Linked DNA regions of Drosophila melanogaster: region 2 is linked to region 1. Evidence: chromatin contacts called from public Hi-C data. All regions are on one chromosome and are shown on one strand. The core of a region is the stretch at or near the end of the contact, and the rest is flanking DNA. Distances in the headings are between cores, read along the strand shown.

Region 1 (4,800 bases), core at 636-3,135:
GAAGAAAGGGTAACAATTTTGTTAAACAATTTAGCTTTTAGTATATTATATATTATAAGATCACATCTTTCCACTCTAAAAGCCAACGAAATTAATTAAAAGCGCAATTAATTTGTTTGACAGCTGAAGAAAACAGACGCCAAGCTTTTGGCTTATTTACAATAAGGGGGTAGAATGGGGGGCCAAAATGGCTGAAAGGGGTGAGGGGGCGGCAGGGGAGGCTGGCTTTTTTCTCCTTTCGTTTGTCTGATTCTGTCGGAATAATAAAAGTAATTTAATTTTAATGAAATTGTTAATACGAAAACAATTTCATTTTGCAAAAAGTTTTGCCTGGGCCAAAAGATGGGCAGAGACGGGGGTGGTGGGGTGTGGAGAGAGAGTGAAATTGCTCGTGACAATGAGTGAACGGGAAAACAACAAACAAACAAACAGGAGTGCGAGAGAAAAGAGAAGGCCAAACGAGCAAACACTACGGTACAGAAAATACAAAAATGCCGTCGCAAAGCCAAACAAAAAAGGCACTGCACAAGCGAAAGAGACAGAAGGAGGGAAAGAGAAAGATAGGGAATGCGAGAAATGAAATGCTGATGCGAAGATTTAATAAATGAAATTGGTGTGTGATTAAAAACACAAAAACCAAACGAAATCCATCTAATCAACTTTTGCTGCCGCCTCACTTTTCCTCTACTTTCTCCTCCTCCTTTTCCACCGACCCGTTTCTCCTTTTGTCCTTTCTCCCAGCTGCTATCTCTTTCCTTCCTTCCCGGCGACGTCGACTGCGAGAGCGGCAGAGGGGTGAAAAGAGGGTTGCGAAGTTGGGGAGGGGTGGCACAATACTGGGGGTGGGTGGTCTTAAGTTTGCAACGCCTTCTTGAGGGAAATTCCCGACCAAAGATCCTTGGATTTTTCTAACCTTACGAAATTGTACATAAATAACGGTTAAAATTAATAAATAATTTTTACAATATGTTACTTATTCCACTTAAACATTTATGTTTAATTAAAAAATTTTGAATTTTCAACATGTTTCAAAAAATGTCTTTTTATGTACCATAAAAGATCGGAAAATTCATTCTACCTGTTATATACTTCTTAACAAATCTAGTATACCCTCTTACGAAACGAGTTAAATAGTAAAATTTCCCAGTTTCTTATTCCCCTTTTGGGATTTTCTCTCTTCTCAGGCTCCACCCCTACATATGAGCAGAAAATGGCTCTGAAATGCCTATACATACACATATTTACATACATGACGGCCAGTTGCTATGACATTCTACATCTTACATGCATAATAAATCTGAAATGTAACGTACAACGTAAGTTAGAAATCACTAAAATGAAAAATGGCGCTGTATTAGTTCCAAAAACAAACACCATTTGTCGTAAACGGATAGGCGTTGTGTGCTGTTAGTTCCAAAAGTATACGAGAAAAGTTGAATAAATCATGGCGCAGAGTTAATCCTGCATTGGCAATTTATAATACTAGATTAATTTAAGACCGATCTTGACCAACTTCAATGATGATTTCATTCGGAATGATTATTAAAATCAAACTGATACATCATCTCTGAGAGAACTAGCAGGGAAAATATTATAAATTCTACTACTCTACTAAATCTACTCCTTTCACATAGTATATTTACGTTAACAAACAAAGTACACTTTTATTAATATGAATATTTTGTTATTTGATTAAAGTAATTAATTTGTAGAAAGGATTGAGCATAATATTGTTTTAAATTTTTTTTTTCTATCTCAACGCTAATTCATAACATTGCATCAGAAGAGAAAATAATTTTTTAAAAATTAAGAGAAAAAATGCTAATGTGCTCTTTATTTCATAATATTCGAGTAGTGGTAGCGAGTAAGTTGTTTGTTTCATTTTCAGTCTGTTGGAATTTCTCGTGCTGTGCGGTTGTCATTTGTCGCGATCGTGCTTGGAATTGACTTTAGCGGCATTTTTATAAGAATCAATGCAACGCGTGGTTTTCCTGCAAATTTTGGCACAAGTTCTTAATAAAAGAAAAAAAATATATATATATATGGCATTGGCGTTTATCAGAATAATCCACATCGCCATTTAGTTCGGTGGTTTTTCATCGACTTGTGCTTGTGTGTGCGTGCCACTTGGTTAGTTGTTGCTGCTTTCGCTAGTCGTACGATCTAGCATTTGTGCTCAATTCTGAATTCTAAAATAAAACAACAACTAGCGTTTTCCATATGTGCAACTATTTGCCTTAAAAAGCAATTAAAGCAAAGGCAGTGGTTAAAGTTGACTAAATATTAGTAAAACGTGAATTGTGAATGCAGTTTTGGTGCATTAAGCGAAGAGAGTGGAAGAGAGAGCGGCTCTCTTTTAGTTTGTGATTTCAAAGTGGAAAATTATTAATTCAAATGCAGTCTGCAATTAATTTCATGGAAAATCACTTGTTAGCTGCTCGTTCGCTCTGTCTCTTTCGCACTTCAGCTGACGAATTTTCCGTGCTAAACTTGACACTTTTCAGTCCATCATTCCAACTAATTCTTTGACTGCAGTTTTGCGTCGCATTTCCTTTCTACGCCGATCTGCCTCTTTGCCTTTCTTTTCTCTGATATATTTCAACAGAAGCTCAGTTGTTGTTGTAACTACTCCTCCTCCTTTTTGTTACTTGCTGCTTGTTTTTGTTGCTCGTCATGTACAATTTTTTCCAATTTGTGCGCCTTTTCATATTTTATTCTGCCGCGCTGTTTTTCTGTTTTCTGTTTCTGTCTCGCCGCCGCTACTATTTTTAGCAACAAGTATGGCTGATGTTGTTGTTGCTGCCGCTCAAGTTAACTACGCTACGCTGGCAGAAACAACAACAAGTCAAACTATGCGGAGCGAGAGAGAGTGAACTGAAAACAAAAAGAGTGAGCGATAAAATCCGCGAGAAAGAGTACAGTGGGGCTCGACTTAAATTATCATATTAAGCCAGATCACAAGTATTAACAAATCGAATGTTCTTAAATCCAATAAGCGTTAATCAGCAATGTTGATCAAAAGTTTTAAAATTATTTAATCGATATCAGTGAACTATTGAATACTATTGGTAAAAGCTCAGTCTTGTTTGCATCTTCAAGTGGGGGTCCCACTGTATTCGACTCAGGTGATAACAATAACAGCGACGAGTGAGAGAACTCTCTCTCACTCTCTCTCCTTCATTTCATTTCCCAATCTTTCGTGTTCGTGTTCTGTGGCTAATAGCATTTAAATTTTAATGCCCAATTTCATAGAAACGCAACGCAAGTGGAAAGACTCGAGAAAACAAAAGTGCAGGCCGTCTAAATTGATGGCGAAGTTTCGTGTGCCGCCTGCATTTCATTTATAAATATATTTTCGGCCTTAATTCTGTGCTTCCTGTGAATTAACGAGGAAACTGAAGAGTGCGCGAGCGAGACAGCCGATCACAAATCAACAAGTGGAAACGAAGAAACTTTCTTCGCAAAAGCCGGCTGATCGCAACAACAAGAAGAAAAGAGAGCGATTCTCTGCGACTGGAACCATAACATTTACATCGACCCTGGAATTTCTTCACTTTTCGTCCAACATGTAAGCTCCATTTTAATATGCAATTACTGTTCGCTGTTGTCGAACAGCAACTTATTTATTCATACTTATTGTTTATTTATGGATTTATGCCGCCTACGAACTTTGTGATTGCACAATCGTTCGGCCTTTGAATAATTTTTTTTTTCGCCAAGGCGCCCTTTTGTCTATATACCCATCTCTTTCGACTGCTCCAGTGCTGTCTTTTTCTGGTCCGTGCTTTGAATAAACAATTAAGGCTCAGGGTCTTTAAGCCCTTTTCTCCGCCTTAGAGCCGAAAGTGATTGTTGTAATTTATAATTTATATTTCCTTTCTTAATAAATAAATAAATAGTCAAGTTTATGTTTGAGTTTTATGATTTATATTTTAAGTTATTTCAACTGCAACACCAGCACCACGACCTACTCACAGCAAAAAACGTACAAGAAGGAAAGAAGGAATAAAAAGAGTGGTATTCTCTTACAATATGTTTTATGGCATAAAAGGTGTGGCCATTCATATCAAATATAAAGTAGTGTTGTTTAACGTTATTTTTGTAGGTTGAATAGTATATTCCAACACGCCCCCTCAAAAATAACGTCTATAATTAAAAACATAACAATAATATTCATTAGTAACTATCAAATGTGGGTGGTGTGCATTCTGGGAAGTGTTAACTGATCCAGCATTTGCTGCGAGGATACGGGGAAAACCCAGAAAAACCCGATCAGATCATTGTAACAAAATATGTTTACAGGAATTTAAATTTGAAAAATATATATAAAAATTTCATTCAGCATTCGATTGGTCGTCTTGCAGCAAACCCAATTTGTCTCGTAACTCCACAAATCTCGCAGCAGGCAACGGTTTTGTAAATATGTCAGCCAGTTGATTCTCTGTAGGAATATACTCAAGACAAATCACATTATTCTGAACTTGCTCTCTGGCAAAATGATATTTAATATCAATATGTTTAGCTCGTTTATGACATGAGGGATTGTTTGCTATGCTAATACAGCCTTGATTGTCTTCGTAAATTTTAATGGGGTTTTCTAGTTTAATGTTAATACTAGTTAATAAAAATTTAAGCCATAGAGCTTCTCTCACGGCTTCAAATAGGGCCATATACTCAGCTTCAGTTGATGAGGCTGCTACTGAGTTCTGTCTCTTTGTATTCCAACAAATGAGATTAAAATCAAACATTTTGAATAAATACCCTGTTGTACTTTTTCTATCAATTTCACTACCAGCCCAA
Region 2 (4,800 bases), core at 1,281-3,780, 370 kb before region 1:
AAGATGTCAAATCAACACGTTTTGTTTATTAACTGATTGCACACACACAAAACACGAGCTGAAAACGCGGAGAGCGCCATAAAGTTAATGGTGCAATATATCTTTTGAGGGGGTTAAAAACTCAGAGGGACTAGCCCCCAACTAATCGCCAGACAAATTAATAAAAAGGAACTGGCTGCTCCCCTTTTCGACTTCCCTTGACCGATTTGCCCGATTGAGTGGATATAATTCACATTTAAATTTAGCCCCAGCCCCCCCCCTTTGCCGACTTTTCCAGGGGTTCTTTAAGTATTAAAAAGCATTTTGTAAGCAAAGCATTATGTGTGCGGAAGGGAAAAACTTTGCCGAAGCGTGCCAAACTAAAGTTTTTCCTATACTTATACCACTGTGTCCTCTCCCCCAGTTTTGCGCCCTTTATTTGTGACACAGTAAATATTCTTGCATAATAACAGCATTTCCTAACTGATGCGGAGCATCTGGAAAGTGGAAAATTATGCTGGAATTTTTAATTAAGACGATACTTATATCTTTCAGACTGTCAAGTGTGGATATAGACATAGTAAATACATGGTTAATCAGTTTTTTTCATGGAATATCGACTTTACTTTAGCTACCGATTCAATATCTTCCTAGTAAATGCTGCCAATTGACAGGAGCCAACAAAGGGGTGGGCTGCGGAAAATTGCGTGGAAAATTGGGGAGGCTTGGGTAGCAGATAAAAAACTTTACGCTGACGTCAAGCTGCAACAACCTAGATCAACAAAAAACTAAAGTGACGTCGCAAGGTGACAACAGCAAAGGCGACTTGAAAAAACAGGGGGAAAATGCCGGAGGAAAGTGGCGGAAAAAGGGGAGCTGTCATAAGCAGGGTATGTCAAGGGCGGAACCGAAACTTTTAATTGATTTGTGATATGCGTGTGCCGAACACAAAGAGTGAGCTAGCGAATAGATTGGGATTTATCGGGAGCTATCAATCTTACCACCGATAAACAAATGAACTCAAGTGATACCCCCTATAGATATTTAAGTTCTGGAATAATGCTCGAGAAAAGCTGGGTAATCTTCTTAGCAATTATATACATATATAACTCCATTGCAAACAAAAAGCTTCTTATCAAACGAACAAAGTAAACTTACCGATGAGAAAAAAGTTGCATATAGTCGTTGCTGCTCTCCTCGCACTCCTGCTATTGACTATTGCCGTCCCTTTCGTGGTAGTTTTTCGCCTCATTTTGTGACTATATTTTGAATATATTTTGTATATGTTTCTACTGTTTTTGCTTATCTTTGGGTGCTACTCTCAATTCCCTTTGCAAAAACAATTTTTGCTACTTTTGCTGGACTTCTTATTCCAATTCGCAGTTAGTGGTGTTGTTGCAACGCTCCATTGCGTTGGTTAATGTTTTTATGCTTTCGACGATATAGTATTTTTTATTTATTGCACACGAAACTTTGAACGGATAGCCGAAAACGAAGAAGAACAACTGAAAAGGGTTAAGAATGGTGTTGTTGATTAGAAATTGCTCGGCTTTGTGGGGTTAAGATGTTGTATGTGGTTCCACGGGCATTCTTGTTTTTTATTAGTTATTCAAGTGCAGTTTATGTTTATAATCCAAGTCCTTATGGCAGTTGTTGTATTATCACTAATTCTTTTAAGTTGTATCCATCCATTGTTTTTTTTTTTTCATAAATTTGCAATAATTAATAATATATTTTTTATTATTAATATATCAAAAAAATTTAACAGGTTTTTTTTACTTTGTTTAAGTTTTCTTTTTCATCTCATTTATCCATATCTTTGCTTCGCCTTTATCTACCTCTCCTTTTTCACAGTTATAACTGCATTTATGCTTCACACTTTTTCGTGCTTGTTGTTGCTTTAGAGTTGCAACATGTTTTTATTGCTTTTGTTGTACTTTTGAGCAGGTAAGAAAATCACTTAAAAGGTTTCCAAGAAACACACCAATACACGTTATACACACAATCACACGCACGCATACACATACACACGAAATGGACGCTAAACCTGTTTCCCAGGTAAATCGGTAAAGATGTGCGAGTGCGAGGGGGACAGAGCGATCGTCAGAGATCGTGGATAAAACGGGAGGGAGGGAGCGAGATAGAGATGACGCAGATGCTGCGTTTTTTTCTTATTTATCTTAGCTTCGTTTCCTTTTCTTAAAGTTTTAACTGTTGTTTATTCGAAATAAATCTATTATTTTGTATTTATTGTTGCTTGCTTGCATTGTTTTGATTTTGTATACCGTTGCTTTTGGTCTTTCCACTGCCACTGAAACCACACACACACATACACTGTGCACAGTAATTTTGTATAAATTTCAATTTTATACCTCAAATTTAGTATATTTTCTGCGTTTTACCCAATAAATTGGGACTGTTGTTGTTGCTGCTGCTGAGTTGTTGTTCGCACACACGCGGAAATCGACGAAAAACGCGGCGGGAAATTCAGACAACGCGCGCTCACTTTTCCACGAAGCGTTCGATCCGAAATGGGAAAACACACAGAGAAAGGGAAACGAAAATTTGAGCCGCAGCCGCAAAATTCAAGTTCCACAACACAGTCCGCACAAGTTCGAGTCGAACGCGTTTGATGAGAGCCGTTAACAGCGCTGTTAAGTTAAGCTAACATGTTTGACTCGACTTTTATTAAGAGAACATAATAGCGAATTTCTCTTAAGTTTGATTATATTCAGAAAACAAATAATAAATGTTGCCTTTATATTTTAGGCATGTAATGTTTTCAACAAAAGAACCAATAAATTTGAAATAATTTTAAAATTGTTTTTAAGTTTAAATCATCATGTAGTTTCTTTTATATGTAACTTTTAAGGAGAAGTAAACCCATTTTGGAAAAAAAATTGTTTCATTTGGTTTTAAAAACATTGTATGCGTATTTATATATTTTATATTTTTTTCGTCGATAACGGACCCAAATGGTGAAAATGAGCCTAAGGCAGCAACGAATAGAAGCAATTTTGTATGGAAATTCAATTTGCCTTTAGCAACATGTTGCATTTTCCTAGAGGTTTTGAGTGCCTTTTTCCAAGAAAACTCGTTTCTTTGGCCAACAAGAAAAACCAGTCGGGAAATTAGTCAAGAAAAATATAAATAAGAAAAGCCAGCAACAAGTTGGTTTTAAACCAGAGGGAATGGTATAGTCGAGTTTCTCGACTATCAGATACCCGTTACTCAGCTAGTGAAAATGCGAATGCGAAATGCGAAAGTGTTAGAAAGTGTGTTGCTAAATCGATTCGGCTATTGTTCCTGATCCTGAATATATATACTTTATAAAGTTGGAAACGCTTCCTTCTGCCTGTTACATACTTTTCAACGAATTAAGTATACCCTTTAACTGTACGAGTGACGGGTATAAGAGTGGTGCGAAAGGTGCGGCGATAGTGTACATGCAACAAGTTCGAGCTTGAAGGCAAGTAAACTTCGTTAAGTTCGCACATAGCTATGTCCATCTCTTTCGCACCCCCTGTAGCGATCTACATTAAACCAGTTATCTTAAGAGTTTGTGAAGAGACCTCCTTCCTCTTGCACACCTCAAGTAAACCCGTTTTCTAAAAAACACGTTATATTCGAGACGAAAACCTCACTGCTACGACACTCAGCAGCTTAAACCTTTCTTAGACTTTTTTATGACCACACCCACGAGCCAGGTTACAAAAAAAAACTTAAAATTGTTTGTACTTTCAAATAACAATTATACCGTATATAGTATAGTATAGATAGTGTTTAGATTATCCACTAAAATCAGTACGCAATTGTTATAATTTACCCAAACAGTAGCACTAAGTCTTGGTATTATGTAGGGTTTTTTCTTCTTTTTTTCTTTTGAGAAATACCGCGAATGATTGATTTTTTCCGCTTTGTTTCTGAGCAGCTGAAGTGGCTCTGCATATTCAATATTTTTATTTAGCAGTCATGCCACGCGCTTTGCATAATGAATGCATAGGACTTACAAGCAGCCCAAGAATGGTAAATAATTTTAAAACAGATTTTCTGCTCGTTCTGTCTGTTCTGTCGTCGCTGTTCAATGTTTATTGAATTTTTGATTTGGGCCCCAAGGTGATTTCTCCTCATCATAAAACGCCGGACATGTCCCGCTACTAAAGACGCATACAAATGACCTTTGGGTTGGCGGGCTGGCCCCGCCCCCATTTCCCTCAGGTGAAAAGACGACTAGACAACACAACCACTCCCCCCCCCCCATTTTTTTCTTCCTTCCCTCGCTAGGAGCACACGAAAATCCAGCTTAATTATCCCTATCCCTTGCTTAATGTTGCTGTTTACTCGTAGATCCTGGTAATTTCCTTAGCATTACTTTCCTTGCATATTAATCGCCATAAATTTGGGTTAAAATATGTATTAACCATAGGGACAGTCACGGATAAACATTTTTCTACTTCCGTAGCTTTATAGATTACAAATACAACTCTTCTCCCTAAAATCGATTTCAATTTTCATTACTTGATATCTACGACTTCTTCTGAAAAGAGAGGCTTAGATGAGGAAGTCTATATGAAACTCAACTCTTAATTTGAAAAAAAAAAACATTTTCAGAATCACGATGAAGATTAAGAAGAAGGAGTTGAATTTCAAAAAGAAACTGGCTGGCAAAATTAAGAACCCACAACATGATCTGCGGTTTTGAAGACTGCTTGAATTACAAGTGAATTAAAGTTAATACATATATAAAAAATAAGAATAAAAAATAAGTAAAGTTGTAGGCGCATAAGATGAAAACAAAAAATAAAAGCAGGTAATAAACAA

The links. Hi-C and Micro-C count contacts between places; a contact is called where the count stands out from the background.
Region 2: a contact with region 1 is called in a Hi-C map of the Kc167 cell line, with 6 times the contacts expected there. A contact is called at or near these places in 2 of 107 Hi-C or Micro-C datasets (the Clone 8 cell line and the Kc167 cell line).

The regions. Positions count from the first base shown.
Region 1 is chr2L:3,654,038-3,658,837 of dm6, reverse strand. It overlaps for (foraging), which reads left to right and starts at 1,885. Exons shown (of 10, transcript NM_205904.2): 1 at 1,885-2,116; 2 at 3,253-3,568.
Region 2 is chr2L:4,029,107-4,033,906 of dm6, reverse strand. It overlaps ed (echinoid), which reads right to left and starts at 2,530. Exons shown (of 9, transcript NM_001273084.1): 1 at 2,352-2,530; 2 at 1,138-1,484. The coding sequence starts at 1,231.